Regions from separate parts of the Capsicum annuum genome. Here region 2 is linked to region 1. Evidence: chromatin contacts called from public Hi-C data. All regions are on one chromosome and are shown on one strand. The core of a region is the stretch at or near the end of the contact, and the rest is flanking DNA. Distances in the headings are between cores, read along the strand shown. Region 1 holds the start of LOC107873435 (L-ascorbate peroxidase 1, cytosolic-like). Region 2 has its middle 38 kb from the start of LOC124899246.

What was found. A called contact is a pair of places that touch in the nucleus more often than the background predicts.
Region 2: a contact with region 1 is called in a Hi-C map of placenta, with 4 times the contacts expected there. The contact joins the enhancer-like site here to the promoter of LOC107873435 in region 1. A contact is called at or near these places in 2 of 5 Hi-C or Micro-C datasets (leaf and placenta).

Annotation. Positions count from the first base shown.
Region 1 is chr6:41,299,743-41,304,659 of UCD10Xv1.1, reverse strand. It overlaps LOC107873435 (L-ascorbate peroxidase 1, cytosolic-like), which reads left to right and starts at 2,256. Exons shown (of 10, transcript NM_001325038.1): 1 at 2,256-2,267; 2 at 3,266-3,394; 3 at 3,881-4,055; 4 at 4,156-4,221. The coding sequence starts at 3,276.
Region 2 is chr6:41,367,964-41,372,880 of UCD10Xv1.1, reverse strand. No RefSeq gene overlaps it. Among protein-coding and RNA genes, the nearest start is that of LOC124899246, 38 kb to the left of the region's middle. Within about 2 kb of position 2,555, at least 2 of the 5 cell types and tissues checked have an H3K27ac peak or open chromatin away from gene starts, as enhancers often do.

The DNA.
Region 1 (4,917 bases), core at 1,007-3,506:
TAAAAATTTGATTAAATATTAATTTGTACTAGAAATTATTAGTCTAATAAAAATATACTATATTTTTAAATAATTACTTTTCAAAACAAATTGATATATTAAAAGATTGATCCACAAGACTATTTTTTTGTGCACTTTTACTTATCTTGTTTGTATTTTGTACGCGGTCTTAAAAAATAATTATTAATATGAGTATTTTATCATAATATATATTAACTTATGTTTAGTATTTTGAAAATAATTGAGGAAAAAGGAGTTAATTCTAAGGATAAAATATAGAAAAAAATAATCTTATTTTCTTGATATTAAAAGTGATAAGTAAAAGTTAAAAATCTAATTTTACACCCTCCATACTCTTTACTTATACTAAAAATAGATGTACAACAATACTTATCCAATTTGAAAAATTAAAGAATAGTTTAATATTGTGTCAATTTTATCTTAACTATTAAATATTACTTCCTCTGTTTCAAAAGGAATGAACTTACTTTTTTTTTAATCTATTTAAAAAAGAATGACCTTTCCTATTTGGGCTACACTATAATTTCAACTTTCCACCCAGCATGTTTAATATTACAAGATTAAAAGAATTTTGATACATTTGACATAACTTTAATTTAAACGCAAGATTCAAAAGTCTTTTTTATTTTTTTAAACTCTGTGATAAAACAAAATAGATTATTTTTTTAAACAAAGGAAGTATTCATTACTCAAAGGATTTCTCAAAACAAAGAATTTATTCTATTCAAATAGTGATATAGTAAATTACACCTATTATTAATTATTTTAAGGTGTGTGTAAAGTCGATAATGGTCAAGTAAAATGACGAAAAAAGTAATATTAATACTATACTCTCTTCATTTCTAAATAAGTGCTTGTTTTGGGTTGGATACTCCCTTTAATAAACTAGTTTAACCTCATGTTCCTCGGACGTGTAACGTTGATTATTTAAACATATATGATTTTATCTATTGCGTAGATTTTTAGTGAAGTATAAAAGTTTAAATCACTATTCAAAGATTCTTCATACTTTAATATAATAATATAAATATAAACATATATTTTGGTGTAAGCACATATATATTTTACATGATCACTTTTGCGTTTGTTATGTGACACCTCTTTCCCTCACCACCGGTGGCTAAGGGAGACGCATCAATTTGAACCGTATATGTGGAAAAGTTTTTTTTCTAAATCTTTTCTTGTTTTTAAAGTCAAATCCTTATAAAATCATTAATTATATTCTTAGTACGTACTTTAAACTTTTAAAAATTTGGTACTTCTTAAATTTTTGTTATTCTAACGCTTTTATATTTATTTCTAGATTTTTCAAATCTTCTTAAAATCAAATTTAATAGATTTAGAATTCTTAAACTAATAGAAATAATATTAGTTGTCATTAATTCTGATGACTTCTAATAAGAAAAGGTTTTACCATAAATATATTTAATTAATTTTTAATATTTAAATATTAAAAATATAATGAAAAGATGATTTTGTCTAAAATAAAGACTTTTAATGAGGGGCAAAAAAATTCAAACATTTCTCAGGTCATTCATACTTTTAATATATTATAGATTATATACATAGATCACTAATTCTTAAAAAATAAAAATTATTTTACCAACTTATCTTTAATTAAATTTACTTTTTTAAATTGATATTTATTATTATATTTTATCTGAATAAAATTAAATTTGAAAGAACATGATCAACTTATTTTGAAAAGAGAAAGTATTATTTTAGAAATAAAATTAAAAGATAAAAGGAACACTTATATTTATAAAAGCAGGAGTAAAAGGAAAAAGTGAACGAAATGAGTATCTAATTCTTTCTTGGAAACATAACAGTGAAATTCGTTCAGGACAAAGGGCTTTTTAGTCATTAAACCAAACAATCAAAAGTCCGCCCTTGGTGATGGAGTCCACGATTCAGAAAAATCCAAAGATCCTTCAGTATTCAATCCACTCTCACCTACCATACGACGAATCCACAGATCGGAAAAAAAAAAAGAAAAATCACATTGGATTACATTTCACTAATGAAACCAATCTCAGCCGTCAATAATTCATATTTCAATCCTACCCACACGATCATCCTAATCTAACGGCCGACATTCACCTACTAGAACCTTCTCTTTCTTCAACTCCACTTATATGTTGCCAATTTGGCTTTGTGCATTGCCCATTCCATTCCAGTGCTTGTGCTCTGCTCGTGCGTCTTACGGTTTAACGTTTTGCTTAACTCCTCGATATCTTCTTCTTCAGGTTTTTTTCTCTTCCATCTTCCAATATCTAATGCCATTCGTATTTCTTTTGATATGTATTTCATCCACTTTTTTGTAATTGATTAAAGTTTTCAAGTTCTTGATGCTGTGAAAAGAGTGTACAGGTGTCTTTCACTGCGTTTTTTAGTGTTTATATACAGCACCACCACTTTGGAGTGCTGAGTGTACACAGAGCTTATCACTTCCTTTCTTGGAGCCGGGATTTGAAGCTTGTGTTTGATATACTAGTTCTTATGTGTTTGATATACTAGTTTTTTAAAGTTGCTGGGTTCTAAATAATAATTTGAACATATTCAATAAATTTCTTAGAGAAATATATGATCTAGACCAATACTACTGGGTTCAGTCTAACCTGTAACATATACTTTGACTCCGCCCCTGTCTCTTGGAGTTAGAGAGACTATTTCCAAAAGACCCCCGGCTAAGTGATTCTAGTGTAAATATGAGAGTATTAATTCTCTGAAACACCTGTTTTGTTGGATTATCTGCTCGTATAATAGGAGGATCCGTGATCTTAAAGACTAAAAGTTACATGTAGCACTAATGATAATTATTTTTAGAAAATATGGGTATATGTCGTTTTCCGGTGAAGGTATAGATGTTTTAACTATGATTTTAGCCCGACTAGAGAGGTTCTAGTACTTCTTTTTGACCTTGTTAATATAGTTAGTTGGAGATGGATTGTTTATTGCTTTGCTGAGAGAAGTTGAAAGATAGACTATCCATCACTTTTTGAAATAAAGTGGCAGTAATACTCACATATGGCTTTAAGTGATGAATATCCATAGGATATCACTTCTTCAAGCCACTTCTTTTCAAGAAGTGATGGATCTACTATCTTTTAGCTTCTCTCTGCAAAGCAATACACAATCCGTCTACATCTAATTTTAGTAACAAGGTGCAACTGTTGAGAGTATGTGATCCATTATTTCTTGATTGTGGAATTTGGGATCTTATTGTGCTTAAGTGTTTGTGTAGAGCAATTACTATGGGCAAGTGCTATCCCACTGTGAGCGAGGAGTACCTCAAGGCTGTTGACAAATGTAAAAGGAAACTCAGAGGACTCATTGCTGAGAAGAATTGTGCTCCTCTTATGCTCCGTCTTGCGTATGTTCTCTTCTTTTGTCCTTTTCATTTTTGCAGTTTCTAGAACAGACCAACAAAATGCTATCAAATTTCTTAATTTACGATATAGAAGTAATTTCTCCTCCTTTTGGAACAGTTTTTAATATGTTAATTCAGCATTTTTTATTTTACTGATAGTGGAGCTATATTATAGATAATGGTTGAAATACTAGTTTGACAACAGAGAATACAATACGTTAGATCAAATGGCATAATGAATTTATTTAATTAATAAAGTTTCCTCTCTTATTTTGTTTTGTTTGTCCTCCACTCCATATATTACACTCAAAGGGGGCGTAGGGTTGTAATATTTGAGAGTTATGTATAAAAGGATGGTATCGACGTATTTATGAGTAATTGAAATAGGATTTGTCATGCGAATTGAGATGGTAGCAGTAACTTTTTTTGAGAAAAGAAACAAAGGAAAGTTGTTCCATGACCTTCAAGATAATTTTTCTGTTGTCTCAGATGGCACTCTGCTGGTACCTATGATGTGTGCTCCAAAACTGGAGGTCCTTTTGGTACCATGAGGTTCAAAACTGAGCAGTCTCACGGAGCAAACAATGGTATTGACATTGCTCTCAGGCTCTTGGAGCCCATTAGGGAGCAGTTTCCCATCCTCTCCTATGCTGATTTCTATCAAGTATGTACTCTTGAATTGATTGTTATGTTCTGTACTTTTGCGACTTTTTTAGTTTGTTTAAACAAGTGCAGAACTGACTTTTATGTTATTTTTGGTGCAGTTGGCTGGTGTTGTTGCTGTTGAGGTGACTGGAGGACCTGATGTTCCCTTTCACCCCGGCAGAGAGGTTAGTCAGATTGTCTCTAGAGCTTGGCAGCAAATTCTAAGTGGCTTGTAATGAAAATAGTGCTTATTTCCAAATTTGAGGCCGGATTTATAAGGAAATACGACATGTGATAGAAGTTCTAAATTTGGAGCTTCTATCCAAATTTTATGCTTCTGGCAAAAGTCTCTTTCACTACTATTAGATCCTGTTTGGATTGCGTTGCTCTTAAGTTCAAATAACTTTTATGCACTTTTGTAGTAGTGTTTGGTAAAATAAATAGTGCTTTTAAGCCCTTGTTTTTAAGCCAAAAGTCATAAGTTTGAAATGACTTATGGATTATAAGCCGTAAATTATAATCTCATCCAAACAGGTTATTGAAATACTGTCCAATTGGTATTGGTAACTAGTTGAGCTATGCATATGCTTCACACTATCGAAAAAGTTTGTGTACAGAGCTTTTGCATTGTGAATTGTAATTTGTTGATTTGTGTACTTATATTCCCTTTCCTACTTTATGTACAGAAACTTTGTACTATTTATAAATTCAATTGAGTGCCATGTTCATTCCTTTTGACCAAGGAATGACAAGTCATATTTATACCAACTAGATTCTAGTTTTGCGTTTGGTTGTTTGAGAAGTCATACTGTCTGCAATATTTAATTGATGTTGGCTACTTGTTGGTTTCCTTAAATGGATGATTTTTCTACTTCTTTAGT
Region 2 (4,917 bases), core at 1,306-3,805, 68 kb before region 1:
TTGAGATGCCAAAGTGAAAGTTCGTACCAAGTTTAGGAGACCACTGATAGGTTTGGCCTCATTATTACTTTCGGTTACTTCCTTTTCCTCTTTTTTAATTTTAAAAAAGGTGATACATTTTGACTTCATAACAAGTTTAAAAAAATAAAAAAATTAATTTTTGAATTTTATGATTTTAAAATTTAAGTCATATTAAATATATCAAAATGTTATTTAATCTTGTGATCTCAAACATGTCATATTGAAAGTTGATATTAAAATATTATTACAAAAGAATTATTTTTTTAAACGAACTAAAAAGAAAAATAACTCTTTTTTTTCGAAATAGAAGAAGTAAATTATATCCCATCCATTTTATTTTACTTGATTGCCGTACAAAAAAGTATTTGAATTTACTTGTTCATTTTCTCAAATCAAAATAATTTTATTAGTATTTTTTTCTCATAGTACCCTTCTTAAGAACATCAAGTCGACAACGACTAAATAAAAAAGATAGAGGAAATGCAAATAGAACAGATTTGTCTTTCATAACCTGGGTTAAATATGTCATCTTTCACATAGTTCACAGCAAATTAGATTTTTTTCCATGATTTTAAACTCTTTAAATTTCCCGTCATTACCTCTGTCATTGATCGTCATTTCTTTCTCTTTGAGAAGTATCTCCTTCATTTTAAAATAATTAAATTATTGGCGTATAACATACCTCTTAAGAAAAAAAAATTAGAACATAAATTGTAGGTTACTTTCCACTATTACCTTTTTAATTGTTTTTAAATTACTCTCCTAGAAGATGTAAAGTACTTAAGAACCTCATTAAATAAAAGGGTAAAATTGAAAGAAATTTTCAATATGTCTCTTGAAAAATGATAAACTCACTTATTTTGAATATTAAAAAATAATTCAATAATTTATTTATTTTGAAATGGAGAAAATAGTGTGTAAATTCAGTCAACATATATCTTCCTAAATAAACCCAATTGATCGTGTTGTCAATTTGGTTTACTTCTGCATAGAAACAATAATAAATATTTATGAAAGAGATGTTTATCAAAAAAAATATATATATACTTCCTTCATTTCACAATAATTAAATTGTTGAAATATGATACATATATTAAAAATATATATATAAATTAGACTTTTTGTTTTTTTACCCTTTTCAAACTCCAACACTTTAGTAATAATCATGCTAACTCTGAATACTCATTTAATTCATTCATTTATTTCTAGTATAAAAAAAAAAAAAAGACTCTTAGAATTACTAAACATTTTTGGAGGTAAAATTTTTTATCCTAACAATCTTAAAAATCTTAAAATTGGCAACAAATTTTTGGAGATAAAAAAACTTAAAAGTTTAGAAGGAGCCACATTTAAAATTTTAATTTCCCTCTAAATTTATTCTATAAAAAAGTTTACTTCAATACGATTCTTAGTTAATTTAACATGACTATAATACAATTTGATCTAAATATTCCATTTGAATATAATAAAAATGAGTTTTTTCACCTCAATATTGAAGTAGATCATAATGTCGATGAATATTCAATTTCCGACCTGAATTTGAATCTCAATGAAAATAATGATGAAGTGAAGTTGCAAGAACCGACGAAAAATTTAAATCTAAATTATGATAAATAATTGCTCCTTATGACTTATTTTCTTCTTTTCTTGCCTTGATTTTCCTTTTTTAGCTGGGTAGGTGAGATGTATAGCAATGAAATGAAGGTTACAATACCCTAATTGTGATTGTGACAAGTTTTTGTTTGGGTCATTATTATCTGTTTTTCTATTTATGAAAAACAAGTCAGCTGGCGTGCATGGTATATACTTGAATCTACTAGACTACTACTAGTATTTAGCATAGAGAAACATCAATAAAACTAAACCAAACCTTGGAAAGTTAAATCACATTAATGTACTAAGAAATTTACAAGAAAATCAAGTCCTTGGAACTCAACCTTAGAAAGTCAATTAAAGAAGGGTACTATTAAAAAAAAAATTTTAAATATCTATCTTGAATAGTGAACAATTCAATTATTTTGAACACTAAAAAATATTTCAACAATTCAATTTTTGTGGAATGGAGGGAGTATTACAATTGAATCTGTTATGAAATCAATGGCATGCTATCAATTTGATTCGTTGATTAGGGCATTAGAAGTTAAATTTATCATTAAATAAGCTTAATAAGAGTCAGTTATGAAGCAAAGCAAATCAAATAAATTGATAGAATTTGGTTACTCACTGTTTTAGGCTTTTAGCTAGGGGATGCTGAGATGCGAAATATCTCATATCCGACGACAATTTAGCATAAGCTGTTTGATAACAAAGACATAGTAAAAAATATGAAAATAATGAAAAGCTTGAAGTACAAGAAGTCAGGGTATTGCTTTAGTATTGTCCAAAAAATTTCCCATTTACAAGTGAAGTAAAACTACCGTTTATATGCGAAAAGTTAAAGGTAATAACATCAGCAATAGGAAAACTGTATGCTACTTGTAAAGAACTATGTCCAATAGAAACGTTTTAATTGAAAATACTATTACGTGTGCCAGCTAATGTTCCTCTATAGTTTGTATCGTCTTATTAAATATACTAGTTACTGACAGGCTGTGCAAGGCACGAGCACAATAAATATTTTTTAAGAAATTATTTTAATTATTTAATTTATAGTATTTTTAGAAAAATATATAATAATTTATTTTTTTAGATATTTCAAATTATTAGTTATTGTAATTTATAATACTTCTTATGTAATTTTTAAATAATATATATCTTTCTTATTGTTCAAACTTTTATGGCACTGATAGTCAATTACATTTTTTAAATAATTTAAGTTTTTAAATTATTGTGATGTATAATATTTTTCCTTCTATTCCAATTTAAGTGTCATAATGCTTAGATAAGCATAATAATTAATTATGAGTGATATAGTAAAGTTACGTGTCTTAATGACTCACGGCAACTAATTAGAAGTGATATAACAAAATTACAATAAAACATACTTGTGAATTTTTTTTGATTAACTTAACATTTTATATCTATTTTACCTTTCTTTATCAAATATTATTAATTGACACAATGCTTAAATGATCATAATAATTAATTAGGAGTGACATAGTAAAATCACGGTTGAAACAGCGAAGCAGACATGTCTAATTAGAAGTGATATAACAAAATTACTATACGCAAATACTTGCAAAAAAAATTAAATGGGTTTCATATAAAACGTCAAGTAAACTTAATATTAATTATTATAAATGTTTTAATACTTAAATGACTTTGTAATAATTTTTTAACAATTAATTAGAGATGACATAATAAAATTATGGAGCAGTCAGGAGAAGTAGGCATGTTGAAGTAGACTTTTAAAAACTTATTTTAATTATTGTGATTTTTAATATTTTTAAAAATATATAATATATTATTTTTTTTTAGATATTTTAAGTTATTAACCATTGTAATGTATAATATGTTTTATGTATTCAAATAATATATATCGCTCTCGTTGTTCAAACTTTTGTGCCATTGATAGTCAATTATATATTTTTTAAATAATTTAAATTTTAAATTATTGTGATGCCTAATATTTTTTTCTTCAATTTCAATTTAAGTGTCATCATGCTTAGATGACCATAATAATTAATTATGGGTGATATAGTAAAATTATGATTGAAACAGTGAAACAGACATGTATTAATGACTCACAACAACTAATTAGAAGTAATGTAACAAAATTACTATAAAAAATACTTGTGAAATTTTTTTGAAGTGGACCTTGTATAAGACGTCAAGTTAATTTAAAATATCAAGTTAATTTATCATTTTATATCTATTTTACCTTTTTATCAAATATTATTAATTGACAAAATACGTAAATGGTCATAATAATTAATTAAGAGTAACATAGTAAAATCACGATTGAAATAGTGAAGCAGACATATCTAAATAGAAGTGATATAACAAAATTACTATACAAAAATACTTGCGCGAAAAAAATTAAATGGGCCTCATAGAAAACGTCAGGTAAATTTAATATTAAATGTTATTAATTTTTTAATACTTAGATGACTTTATAATAATTTTTTAATGTTAATTTTTTAGTATTTAGATGAATTATAATAATTGACTATGGGTGATATAGTCAAATTATGGGTGAAGCAGCTGAAGCAGATATATCGTTAATATCTATTTTACCTTTTTATTATATATTATTAATTTTCTAATACATAAATAACTTATAATAATTAATTAGAGATGACATAATAAAATCATAGAGGAAACAGTTTATAAAATAAGTAGGAGAAGCAGACATATTGACGGAGATAATTGAAGCAGTTGAAGCAGAAATGTCACAAATGCCTATTTTACCTTTTTTTATTAAATATTATTAATTTTTATTATGTGAGTAACATATAATAATTAATTAGGGGTGATATAATAAAATCAAGTACTAATTAAAAGTGATATAGCAAAATTACTATAAAAAATATTTGTAATTTTTTTTTAAGTGGACCTCATATAAGTCGTCAAGTTCTTTTAAAATATCAATAGTTAATTTATCATTTCATATTATTTTTACCTTTTCTATCAAATATTATTATTTTTTAATACTCAGATGACACATAATAATTAATTAAGAGCGATATTTATTGAAGCTACGATTGAAGCAACTAAAGCAAACACGTCATAAATGTTTATTTTAATTTTTTATTAAATATTATTAATTTTTTAATACATAAATGACCTATAATAATAAATTAGAGGTGATATAATAAAATTACGAAGTAAGCAGCTGAAGAAGAACTAGGCAGGAGAAGCAGGTATGTTGACGGAGAGTTGCCTGCTTCTCCTGCCCTTTCCCTCTTACTAAAGAGTAATATATGACATATGTGTACTTCTATCCTTTTATTCTAT